2 separate regions of the Gossypium hirsutum genome follow, and region 2 is linked to region 1. A link is a contact called in public Hi-C data. All regions are on one chromosome and are shown on one strand. Each heading gives the region's core, a stretch centred on a gene start, on an enhancer-like site or on the middle of the called end of the contact. The rest is flanking DNA. Distances are from core to core; before and after follow the strand shown.

The links. Hi-C and Micro-C count contacts between places; a contact is called where the count stands out from the background.
Region 2: a Hi-C map of leaf shows a contact between it and region 1, with 3 times the contacts expected there. The contact joins the enhancer-like site here to the promoter of LOC107939013 in region 1. A contact is called at or near these places in 21 of 34 Hi-C or Micro-C datasets (anther, callus, cotyledon and 5 more).

The regions. Positions count from the first base shown.
Region 1 is chrA01:113,100,752-113,107,416 of Gossypium_hirsutum_v2.1, reverse strand. LOC107939013 (alcohol dehydrogenase class-P) reads left to right here and starts at 2,022. Exons shown (of 8, transcript XM_016872299.2): 1 at 2,022-2,196; 2 at 2,401-2,537; 3 at 2,617-2,663; 4 at 2,738-3,149; 5 at 3,234-3,309; 6 at 3,407-3,564; 7 at 3,649-3,810; 8 at 3,884-4,253. The coding sequence starts at 2,163. The coding sequence ends at 4,006.
Region 2 is chrA01:113,140,032-113,146,683 of Gossypium_hirsutum_v2.1, reverse strand. No RefSeq gene overlaps it. Among protein-coding and RNA genes, the nearest start is that of LOC107939008, 3.4 kb to the left of the region's middle. Within about 2 kb of position 4,908, at least 3 of the 9 cell types and tissues checked have an H3K27ac peak or open chromatin away from gene starts, as enhancers often do. A contact at or near this core is called in fibers and leaf, where this site is marked.

The DNA of each region.
Region 1 (6,665 bases), core at 773-3,272:
GGCCAAAAATTTGGCCGAGATGCATGTTTGAATTTCTTGATCAGCATATGACATCCATTCAAACTGTAGTACAAAATTATAAATTTTGTTATCTACATAATATTAAATTTCAAATCATTATGTATATATTATATATTTGAAAAATTAAAAAAACTAACCTCGACTTCTGATCATTAATCTAATAGTAGTCTCGAGCTCCTCCGCTAGTCCAACATAACTCGGGTTATTGTTTCGCCTATTCAAAAAATATGTTAATTCAAAAATATAAAAATGAAAAAAATTATTATGGTAACTATATTATCAAATGAATTTTACCTTGTTACGAGTGAAAAAGTATAATGGGCATCAACTCGGGAAGTAAAAATAGTAGTTGATACCGTGCCCATGACTACAGCAGGAGTATGTAACTACTGATCTTAATTTTTTATGGTTGTGTCGCCTGTCATGTCTCTTGGTATAACGTGGCCAACACAATTGATCCCCAACTAAGTCGACCCACTTCTTTCAAGTCAACAAGTTATAGTAGCCACCTTAAATGCACCAGAGTTCAAGATTTATTGGGCATTAGAACACCCTCGATTAACCTTAGGATGAATGCTCAGGTGTTTTGTTCTCTTTGAAGGGCACTTGAGGTATTGTTGAGATAACCGAACTTATCTTCACCTTTCAACCATTTCATCTCTATCCAACTACCAAAAACCTTATCCAACACCTTGCCTAATAGTTGCTCACAAATGATGCCACCCCAAGCGCCAATGACCACTGACCCCGTAACGACTAGCCCATCCATCGGTAAACTGAGTTGTAAAGTTGCGTCCTCGAGTGTAATTGTACACTCACTGCATGGAAAATGAAATGTGTGTGCCTCAAGTCTCCATCTTTCCACCAAAGTGTTGATATGTGTGAAATCCAATTTACACCCCTCGAGCATATGAGACACAAACAAGAATCCTACCTCTTACAATTGAGGTTCAATTACACACAGTGCCCTCGCAGATAGATTGTGTATGTACATCTCCAAAATTCGATCTTCGACCTGATTTTATCAACAAAAAAATATAAATTTAATAATGTTAACAACTTAAAAATGAACTTAATTAAAATTTAAAAAATTACAATTTTTTCCTTATCATTTGTAATTTCACGCCAAAAATATAGTTGTCATCGAAACGAATAAGAAGAATTGCTATTATAAAAATCAATTGAAATGAATAAATTACGAATTAAAAAAAAAATTAAAACAACAAGATTTTGAGAGAAATTTAATGAAAAATTTAAAACTAAAATCTTAAGAGAACTGAGACAATTAAGACCATTAGATTTAAATGAAAATGGGGAAATGGTTGGGTTTATATAGGAAACAAACTAGCCATTGGGAGGATTTGAAATTTGACTAATGGGCGGATTTAAAAATTGATCGTTAGGAGGATTTGAAATTTGACCGTTGGGATGTTACTATTGTCTAAAAGCATACCTTGTAAGATGTGCTTTCCTACCTAGTTGACGAAAACACGTCCAGCAAGATGCATTTTTTTATTGAAATGATAGATTTAAAATATTGAAATTTATCATATTTTATGTTGAAATATTATTATGTGCAATTTCTTTTTAAATTTTCACAAAATATAAAATAAAAAAATTCTAATAGTGCTAAGGTTTATTATTTATAAAATAATATGTTTTAGTAATTTTTTAACTAAGTTGGAATTCATGATGGGTGACAATAAATTCGGTACTTAAATTCAAAATTTTTTTCTAATGTGGTATCTCTATTATTTTTTTGTTCAATTTTATAGTAATATTTGACAAAAGTTATATATTTTAGTGCTCAATGGTAATAATGTCAACTTTTTAGTGCTTAAATTAGGGTTTTAAAGTTATATATTTTGATACTCAAGTACCAAATAATATAGAAAACTTTTAAATAATAGTATAGATGTGCCAAATAATTTTAAAAAATTTATTTTATGCTAATTATCAATATAAATGAAACATAATTGAACTAAAATCCCAAGCAGATATTCTCGTACATTCAAATATTATTTATTGTGCAGTCAACAGTGGACTACAATTTTTTCTATAAATACAACCATTTGAAGCTGCTATTCTCACTACGCTCAGAAGAAAATCTTGTTTAAAATATAAGAAAAAAGTCATACGCAATGAGCACTGCCGGTCAGGTTATTCGTTGCAAAGGTGATGATAACCTCTTATCTCTTCTCCCTTACCCCAACAACTACAATTTTTCCTTAATTCCCTTGTCTCCTACATACATATGACCAAATATACCTTTTGTTCTTTGTTCGGGTTACATTGATTTCTTTTCTGACAACATTTACAATATACTTGAATTCATGCCATAGCATTAAATATGTAAAAATAGTGTGGTTTTGATTGTAGCTGCGGTGGCATGGGAGGCCGGGAAGCCACTATCTATAGAAGAAGTGGAAGTGGCACCACCCCAAAAACATGAAGTCCGTATTAAGATTCTCTTCACTGCTTTATGTCACACTGATGTATACTACTGGGAGTGTAAGGTATTACTGTACGATAAAATGAATATTACAACATTTATTTTCTACAAGTATTTGTCACTGTTTTTCTTTAATTTGGCAGGGTTACACTCCTCTGTTTCCTCGTATACTTGGTCATGAAGCCTCAGGGTATGAAAGTTAAAACCATTTTATTTTTTTATATATTTTTCTGTATCAATATAATCTTACAATTATAATTGTAGGATCGTGGAGAGTGTGGGTGAGGGTGTGAATGATTTGAAACCTGGGGATCATGTGCTTCCTATCTTCACCGGAGAATGCAAAGAATGTCGCCACTGTCTGTCAGAAGAAAGCAATAACATGTGCGAACTGCTTAGGATCAACTGCGACCGAGGTGTTATGCTTGCTGATGGGAAAACCAGATTTTCCATCAACGGCAAGCCTATCTACCACTTTGTTGGAACCTCGACTTTTAGCCAATATACTGTCGTCCATGTTGGCCAGGTTGCCAAGATCAGTCCAACCGCCCCGCTTGATAAAGTCTGTCCCATTAGCTGTGGGATATGTACAGGTTTTGGGGCCACTGTAAATGTTGCCAAACCCAAAAAGGGTCAAACTGTTGCAGTTTTTGGACTGGGTGCCGTTGGTCTTGCCGTGAGTTTATTCTTGTTTCACCTATGGTTTTTCTCTAGGCTATTTGGTAAATGTGTTTGATTCACTTTTATCCATATAAATTAGGCCGCTGAAGGTGCAAGGGTTTGTGGGGCTTCTCGGATCATCGCTGTTGATGTGAACCCCAGAAGATTTGAAGAAGGTACCTATCATAGCATCATTTATATCATTATATGATTTGTCGTTGTTCCTCACTAAAAATATTAATATACTGATCATATTTCTTTGCCTGCCACCAGCTAAGAGGTTTGGGATTACAGAATTTGTGAATCCAAAAGACTACGACAAACCTGTTCAAGAGGTGATTGTGGAGATGACCGGCGGAGGAGTGGATCGCAGTGTGGAGTGTACAGGGAGCGTCCAAGCCATGATTTCCGCTTTTGAATGCGTCCATGATGTAATTTAGCTTCTTCCAGTAAAAAACTATACTACCTCTTTGCATTAATTGTCACACGCATATATGCTTCTTCTTGAATTACAGGGTTGGGGTGTTTGTGTGCTGGTGGGTGTGCCAAAGAAAGACGATGCATTCAAAACTCATCCAATGAATCTACTAAGTGAGAGGACCCTTAAGGGTGCTTTTTATGGCAACTATAAACCACGCACTGATATTCCTATGGTTGTCGACAAATATTTGAACAAGGTAAGGTGATGTCCTCTATACAGATTACAGAATATAGTTCATTTCGATGATGGTTTTGTTGATATTGCTGCAGGAGCTGGGGCTGGATATGGACAAGTTCATCACACACTCTGTGCCTTTTGCCGATATAAACAAGGCATTCGACTACATGCTCCAGGGTATAGGTCTGAGATGCATGATTCATTTGGATGCTTAAGAGAGTGTTGCTGCTGTATATTTGCCCAACCAAGGATCAAAACTCTAATGTTTTGTCCTACTATGTGTTATATTTATGTGCCTACTTAAGCTACCTTTCCCGGTTATCAAGAGTGCCCATATAGAACTCTCTCTCTCTAAAAAAAAAAAAGAGAGTTCTTTATATGGAGTTTTATATTATGTGATGAGAGAATAAATTATCTTGTAAAAGCTTGCTTTGTTAATGAAATAAATTCCTATTACTATGATTTTCCAACTTTTTTTTTTTTTGAAAGATAAAAGTAGACAAAATCAATTACACTAGATCCTCAAAAGGGGATCCCCAAACAATTTTAAACCTATTCTTCTATCACAAGCCATCTTAATAAGACTATCTACGGTTGTGTTTTCTTCCCAGGGGATATGTTGAATCTTCCGCTATTTTACCAATTTCAGGAGTAGATGAATTCTTTTGACTAGAGCAAAATTAGCGTTTTTAGAATAACCATCCTAAATGACATTAATTACCTCAGGGCCGACTGTTTGAATTGAGACTCTTTCTAATCTCCTATCTAAAATAAACTTCAACCCATCTGAGATGCCCCAAAGCTCAACCTCTATCACTGTGTAACTTTTCAAGTATCTGCAAAACTCAATGATCCACCCAACATTATGATCACACATTAATCCTCCAGCTGCAGCAAAACCTTCTTAATTCCTAATTGAACCATCCGTGTTCAAGCACACCCAACTACTAGCTATAGAAGGGCTAGCTAAAGATCTTTGTATCTTATGAGGTGATACTTTTGAAACTGAAGTACATTGTCTTGCCCAGCTACGAGAGACCTTAAGGACTTCGTTAATACTTCAGGAAATACTTTGAAATGTAAACAAGTTGTGGTTTTTCCAAATACTCTAAGCAATAATCCCAAAAAGGCACGGTCAATCTACCTCACCCAAAAAAGGAGTTTAATGGTTTTAAAGTTTTTTCATCATCCATTCAAGGAGGGATCCGATGTCGAATCTAGAGGGCGTTCCTTCTGGAATGAGCTTGTCCTAGATATTCCTAGTTGTAGGGCAATCTCTGATAACAAGCAACACCTCCTCAGATCCATGCCCACCAAAACCACATGTGTTGTCATTACCAACTCATCACCTTGCCCTTTCTGTATTCATAAGCACACGTAGCTTGAGAACAAGCCAAATGAAGAATCGAACCCATTACAGGCCTTTAAACTTCTAAGGAAGTTCTTAAATCGGCTCTTTTGAATTTAATGTACCTTTCCGAATCTTACCATAAGCACTTTTGAGGGAGAAAGAGCCAGTCAAAATAGTCCTCCATTTAATTCTATCTGGACCAAAAGATGGGTGAGGCGGTGGGACAACTATAATCTTATTGATGACATCTTCTGAAACCCAAAGTATAAAAAGGTCCAAATTCCACGATCTATCATTTGTAATCATATTGCTAAGAAGACAATCCATATTAAGATTAGAAGTGGAAGGAATCTATTTATGAAAGGGTCCATAATTCCCATCCCCGATAGATCATAATAAGTTTTCGTGAATGAGGGGTCATACCTTAGAAAGGGATTTCCATTAAAAAAGAACTACGTCCTCTTGATAAGTTCTCGGGCAAACCACTTGTAACCCCATACTTCGACAGGAGAATCTGAACCTAAAGGGCATTAGAATTTGAAACAATGTTGAATCCAACATACATCATGAAAGAAGTGTTATGGTCCTTCAAGTGCCTCAGACCAAGACCTTTGTGCGATTTAGGTTGACACACCGAGTCTCAACTTACCGCTTTACCACCATTATAGGACCCCCATACTATCTTCCTAATTGGTCGCTCAATCTCATCACACAAGCCTTTAGGAACCATCATTGTCTGCATAAAATAGCTTGAAATTGAAAGCAAAATCGATTGAGCCAAAGTCACCTACCAACTAAAGAGAGTTGTCTAACGTCCCAAATAGACAGTTTACTATGCACCTTGTCAACAACAAAATGCAGAGTGTTATTAGTGACCTTCTCATGGAATTGGGGCATCTAAGGTAAGACCCTAAGTTTCGTACTTCTTGACATCCAAAGTATCCGCTTATACATCTCTTTAAGCTACCATCAATGCTTTTAAAAAAGAAGATATTTGTTTTCCACATATTAATCCGATATCCCGAATATTCACAGAACTTATCAAGAATGTCTTTGATGACCCAGCTTGATGTTCTTCAGCACGTCCAAATAAGATCAAATCATCTGCGAAGAAGAGATGAGTTAGCGGTGAGCCAGTGCGAGCCAAACAAATAGGGGACCAAAGCCTATGGCAGAATGGATACTTTGGCCCAACCATTCCATACACAAAATAAGCAAATAAGGAGACAGCAGACATCATTAGCAAGCACCCCTAACAAGCCAAAATTTCTGTGTTGGAACTCCGTTCCACAAAACCTGTATAGTGGAACTTGAAATTGCAAACATAATAACATTACGGAGAAAATTAGGAATACTTGCAGCTTGAAGCGAGGCATCGATGAATTCCCAATGCACATGATCATATTTTTTCCCTAGATCAATTTTGATGGCCATCCATCTTCTATTTTTTGCGTACTCCTTATAGAATGGATAACCTCTTGTGCGATGAGAAAATTAAAAAAGGTTAGTTGCTTGTCTTTTAT
Region 2 (6,652 bases), core at 3,659-6,158, 36 kb before region 1:
TCATTTAATATTTTTATATATGTGTTGATCTATTTTAATAAATTTATATAATTATGTTGAAGTTTTTTTTATATTCTATAATTTTAACATTTTGCGTGGTATTCGGTTCAAATCTTTTTATGGGCTTGAACTTATATTATTGAATCTTTTATTCATTCTGATTTTGAAAATCCATTTAGTTTTTTATACGTTAAATTATTTTGGTAATTTTACTTTATGTTATAAAATCATTATTTTGAAATTTATTTTTATATCATATTATTTTAACTATTTATATAATGTTTTGTTTAAATATTTTTTGTGTATATTTATATGTAAATTATTTTAATGGAGTTTTAATTTAAAATACTTATTGTTTTAAGATTCACCTAATATTTTTATGTATATGTAAAATTATTTAGGAATTTCATTTTTGTGTATATAAAATTATTATTTTGGAATTCTCCTTTATATTATATTATTCTAATAGTTTATCTAGTATCTCATTTAAATGCATTTATGTATACTTGTACATATATAATTTATAGGTTAACTTAATTTTATATGCATTATTAATTTCATGCTATTTTTTATAAAAAATAATTCCTAAATTTATATATATATGTTTTGTAAATCTATTATGAGTATTATATCTTATCATGTATTTTTACTATTCTTTCATATTTTATATATTATTTAAGTTATCGTGTACATTGTAAATTTTTAAATGAATTTATGTTTAAAATAGTTTGCATATAACTTTATTCAAACTTTTATTTTATAATATCTATTTCAATAATTATATATATCCCTAGTTTTTATGCAAATTTGTCAACTTGTATATTATATATATTATGTGTTCATTAATTCATCATTATTTTGAAAATGTCTCATACCACATTGATTTCTAATTTCCATTTTAGTTTGTACATGTTTTGTGTATCGTTTTATATTGTGCCATATTTATTGTTAATGTATATCATTTAGTCATTGTTTTATTTGTTATATCACTTGTTCTCTATTCATGATTAAGAATTTGGTTACATTTTACTTAGAATAGTTGTACATAATTGTTGGATTTATTAATTGTGGTTTATTGTACTATATGTGTGCATATTATTTCATATTCATTAATCCATTTCTATACAAATGTTTCGTTGCAATGTTTAAGTATTCCATCTATTTTAAAACAAATAAATGTGTTTTGAGCTAATTTCCAATTTTCCTTATTATTCAAAAATTCTGAAATAAGGCAATATCCAATATTTGGGAATTCGGGAAATCGTGCCCTATCGTGTTGGATATGATTTTTCGGTGAACTAAATATTTGGGTATCCTTTTATAATTTTAGTGTACGAATATTTGAAAGTCAAAAATCAATCATATCTTTGAAGGTATAAAAGATCATATCCAATCGTGCTGGGTATGATGTTGCATATCTTTGAAACGAGAGAATTTTGACAGTTAACTTGAACTATTAACACATTTTAAAGAACCATGCTTTGAAAGATATTTTTTTAAAATCTTTGATATAAGGATAGCATCGAATCAATTTGATACCAATTTTTGGACATAATGAGGGTGCTCACCTTTCCTCATGCGTAACCGACTCCCGAACCATTTTTTTTAAAAAAATTTACAAAATTGTTTTAAGTGGAATAAAACATTTTAGCAGGTGACCCAATCCCACTTAAGTAAAGAGATTGGTGGCGACTCCACATGTTATTTAAAAGTCGATCCCTATTTTTTCTAACTCTAAAAAAATAGTTTCAACAATTTTGTCTTTTTTTTTTCTTTCCTAAATGTAAAGAGTGTTACGAGTTTGTGAGATTTAACATTTATTTTTTAAGACCAGGAGTTATAAACAATTTTAATGTTTAAAATCCGATTATTGATATTTTTAAGGGTTCTACTCTTAAAAAATCTATTGTTGAATCATTATCGTTTTTAAAAACAAGTCTTCCAAGAATTTCGCGAGATGCTTTTATCCATTTAATTTTCTGTTTTATCCATGTTTTCAATTCTTTAATTTTCCATTATACAAAACTGAGTTCTATTCACTTATTCTTTTTTTTTTTCATATTTGAGTCACTCCAATTGGACATTTAATCAATTCGGTAATACCACTCAGCCCCTCTCTCCCTTGTTTTCCTTTGTAATTTCAATTCAATTTTCATTGTCATCCAATCTAACATGTGACCTGTTTTGGTGTTAAAAACAACTAATTTAGGCGTATAACGTATGTTGAGACGCATTATTTTTCTATTTATGAGTTGAAGAGAGTTATAAATAATTTTAGACATTATGTCAAAAATATATATATAATTAATACCTAAAATAAATTTGTTCAAAAAAGAATCTTAAAATTTCGCAAATCGAGGAGTGGACATAAAGAGACTGTTGTTGAGACTTGAGCAAGCGCAAACCGATGTTGAAAATGCTATGTAGATGCTACTATTTTTGAGGGGGATTGAAAATGATGGTAAGTTCATTAGAGCCATAAAAAGAAGAGAAAGAAAATTCTTTAGAGTTAATTTTTTTTCTCTCTTTTAAATGTGCTAATTAAGATTCCAGTGAAGTGATAGACTTTTAGTCACTATAACTCAGATTATATATTTGATAACCCAATGTGACTATTTGGAAGATAGATAAACAACATACTTTTAGACCAATCCAAAGAGCCAAGTGATGTAGAATTGCATAGAAATCTTGCAATTAGTGGAGGAACTGTTAAATTTACTTTGCTCTTTCCTTTGAAAATTGTCACCACAAATTATCAAGTTATCAATGGGCTTGAGATGATGGACTACCTACGCCGAATTATTGGTTAATTTTAGACATGATATAGTAGAACGATTTTAAGAAAACACAATAAATCAAATAATTAGTCATGATTAAATTTGTAGTAGTCACTAACACTTTCTTGTAACACACCTTTAGTAATCTGATTAGGAGGATACTAATAAATTTTTAGATCAACAGGATTATTTTTGTTTAACTCTGTCAAAGAATCAACAATCATATTCGTTGATTGTAGAGCACATAAAATAATTTACAATTTTAAATCAAATTTCTATACATTCATGATTAATACAAAGAAATTATTTTGATTATTTTTAAAAAAAATTTGATTTGAGGTTTGTAACCAATTTAATTTGTTTTAAGTCTCATTGAGATTTTATCTTGAAAATTCTTAGAGGGCCTTTGGTGTTTTTCTATTATAAGATTCTATTAGAATCTGATTTTTGAAAGGCCGTTGATAAGAATGTAATTGAAGAGAAAGTTACTTTATAATATTTGAAATATGTTAGAAAATATTTATTAAAATTCACAGAAAATAACATCAAAATGTCTTATTAACTAAATAATTTTTTGAGAATGTGGTAATAATTTATAAAATTATCCTTATTAATTAAAAGATAATATTCATACAATTTAATATTTTTCATTATGTTTATTATTAATAAATATTTGTATTAAGTACATTTTTTTCATTGAAATATAGTTTAACATGTAGTTTATTTTAACATCTTTATCATCAATTTTTCATGCATGTAATATATAAATATATATACGTAAATTTTTAAACACAACCAAATATATATTTTTGAGTAAACAACACCTAATGTTACAGCATTATTAGTAAGTTTACATTTTGGTTACTCAACTTCAAAAAGTTATAAAATGATCACTAAACTATTCAAAAGTTTTCATTCAAGTCATTGTGTTGTTAATTTTTTTTAAAAGTCCAGTTTGTGAGCTCTAAATGACGATTCGACAATCGGTATGGTGGATCGGTATCTGTTGACGAGTAGAAGAACATACATTAGATCCAAATCAATTTGGCGCTTAGTGTCGAAGATCGAAGAAAAAAGTTGTTTGAATTTTGATTCACATATTTGTAATGCTCAAAGCTATTTCATGAAAAAAAATGAATTGTAAAGGAGAAAGGGAATAAGAGCTCTCGATTGGTGCAGGTGATGCGAACAGTCCAGTGACTTAAATGAAAAGTTTCAAAAAATTCAGAGATCATTTTGTAACTTTTGAAATTAAATGACCAAAATATAAACTTACTAATAATTTAGTAACTTTAGATATCGTTTACCCATCTTTTTCTAAAAATAGTTCCACTAGTGAGTGCAAGAACAAAGTATGAATTCTGATTAATTTCATTTGGCTTATGCACTTTTATTTCTAGGAATTTCGTTATTCTACTTTTCAGATTTTAAAATTGAAGTCTAATTGTTAAAATTATTTTGTTAAATGTAAGTTTATTATAACGTTATTTTTTTAGTTATATATAATTTGTTTTTAATTTTAAAATCACATTAATAAATTTAACAAAAAGTAACATTATTAATAATTTGACTTAACTTTGAAATCTAAAAAATAAAGAGACTAAATCTTTAAAAATAAAATATAAAGATTAAATTTTTAATTTATAAAAAGTATGGAAATTTATGAAATTTGTTATTTATACTTGAAAGAAAACTAAAGATCCCATGTTGTGCTGGGCGGCGTGAATAAAAGCAATGGACATTTATGCGGCTTTGCGATATAATCAAACGTGACCATGGGAACCACGACTACGACAACCCGTACGGTTACACTGTGAGACGCGGAGAACTTAAGCTCCTATTCCTAATAATTATTTTAAGTAATAGCACCATCATTTAGTGGCGACTGGCGATTGCTATTTTTCTTGTTTTTTATGCTTTCGTTTCTTCTTTAATATTTTCCAAAGAAAATCGTGATAATATTTGTTATTTCTTGTGACTTAGATAAGTCTCACTAGACAATTGAGTGTAAAATAAATTGTGAAAGGATAGTTAGAGGAGTTCCCACGAATCAAGGGAAGGTCGTGGTCTCAATTTGCATATACTTAAGAAGCTCGCAGAAGGGAGACCGTGTGACCTGGCAGGTAACCCAGAATGAAACACGTGTCCAGCATGCCTAAAGTCCGCTCAGAATGTCAGTCCTAAGCATAGTGAAGTCAAGGGGTCAAGTCATGAATAGTGGGTTATGTCGTGAACAATGATAGTATGTATAAATACTCGAATGTGCTTATTAATAAGATACAAGATAAAATTACTCAATAAGGATAATTAATCACGACGTTAGTGTTTTATGTAAATTGTACATATTTTATTGATAAAAAATTTTAACTCTTAAAGTTTATACATTTTATTAATTTGATCTTAATTTAATAAATTTAACCTATAATATTTACACATTCTATCAATATTTACACAAAATATATAAACGTTCTTACAATACCAATTAAAATTATATACAATTAATAAAAAAATTAACCGTCCTGATTAATTATTTTTAATTACTCACGGAATTACCTAAAAAATAATTTTACAACCTCAATTCTTATTTTTTGTGCTTGCTCTTTGATAAATTATCAAATAAAAGTATACATAATAACATTGAATTCAAAAGAGTACATACCCCTTTTTTCTATTTTTGAGTAGCATTTTTTTTTATTTTGAGGAAAAATTCGTTCCACAAAGTGTTGGGTATAGGTCCCACTATGTGGGAAACCCATATTTTATGCCATAATGTTTTGTCCCTTCTTTGGTTTTGTCAAAAAAAAAGCCATTTTGGGTTTTTAACGGGTGTTGGGCAAAAATTTTAGCAGAGAGCTAAAGAAAAAATAGAGAGAAAGAGAATAGAAAAAATCAGATTTTCAAGCTTGGTGCAGCAGTGATCAACTCTTCGATCGAAGGTCCATCCGTGGTTCGATTGAGCTGATTTTTGGACAGCAGCTAGGTGATAAGGTGTTCTTGACTTTGTACGGTCGGATTTTTCATCCGAGTCTTGTAGCGTCGGAAATACCCATTTTTCAGCAGCTACGTTTTTGGTGATGTTCTCTCATTTTTCTCTCTTTTGCTAAAGATTACATGTTGTTAGCCTTGTCGGAGTTGAATGCTTGTTGTAGGCTTGATATTGTGATCTTGTAGTTGAACATTTGATGATAGTGGAGCTCTTTATCGGACTCTAAAGTCCCGTGGTTTTTACCCTTAATTTAGAGGGGTTTTCCACGTAAAATATCGGTGTCTCTATTTATTTTTGTTGTGGTTGCATTAGTTGATTTGTGGTTGATTAAGGTTGCTAGAGAACATATCTTGTGCTATTGTGCTTGCCATAATTTTTACAGGAGTTATAAGGAGAGAAAGAACACCGGTTGTGCTTTCGCTTTGTTTCGGTTGTTCGGTTTCTTCCCAACAAACTGGTACCAGAGCTTGGTTATTGTGTCAGATAATTATGGAAATTAATACGAGCAAGATGATTATGTTGAATGGCACAAATTATCAACTTTGGCGGAATAAAATGAAGGACTTGTTGTTTGTGAAGGCTTTGCATCTTCCGGTCTTTACTACTCAAAAACCCGATTCGAAAAGTGATGAAGAATGAGAATTTGAGCATCAACAAGTGTGTGGCTTTATTCGGCAATTTGTTGAAGAAAATGTTTACAATCACATTGATCAGGAGACACATGCTCGAACATTGTGGGAGAAGCTTGAAAGCTTGTATGCTTCGAGGTCGGGCAATAACAAGTTATTTTTGCTGAAGAAAATGATGGCGCTGAAATATAAAGAAGGAATGTCTATAGCTGACCATGTTAGTGAATTTCAGAGTATGATGAATCAGTTGCTTGGTATGG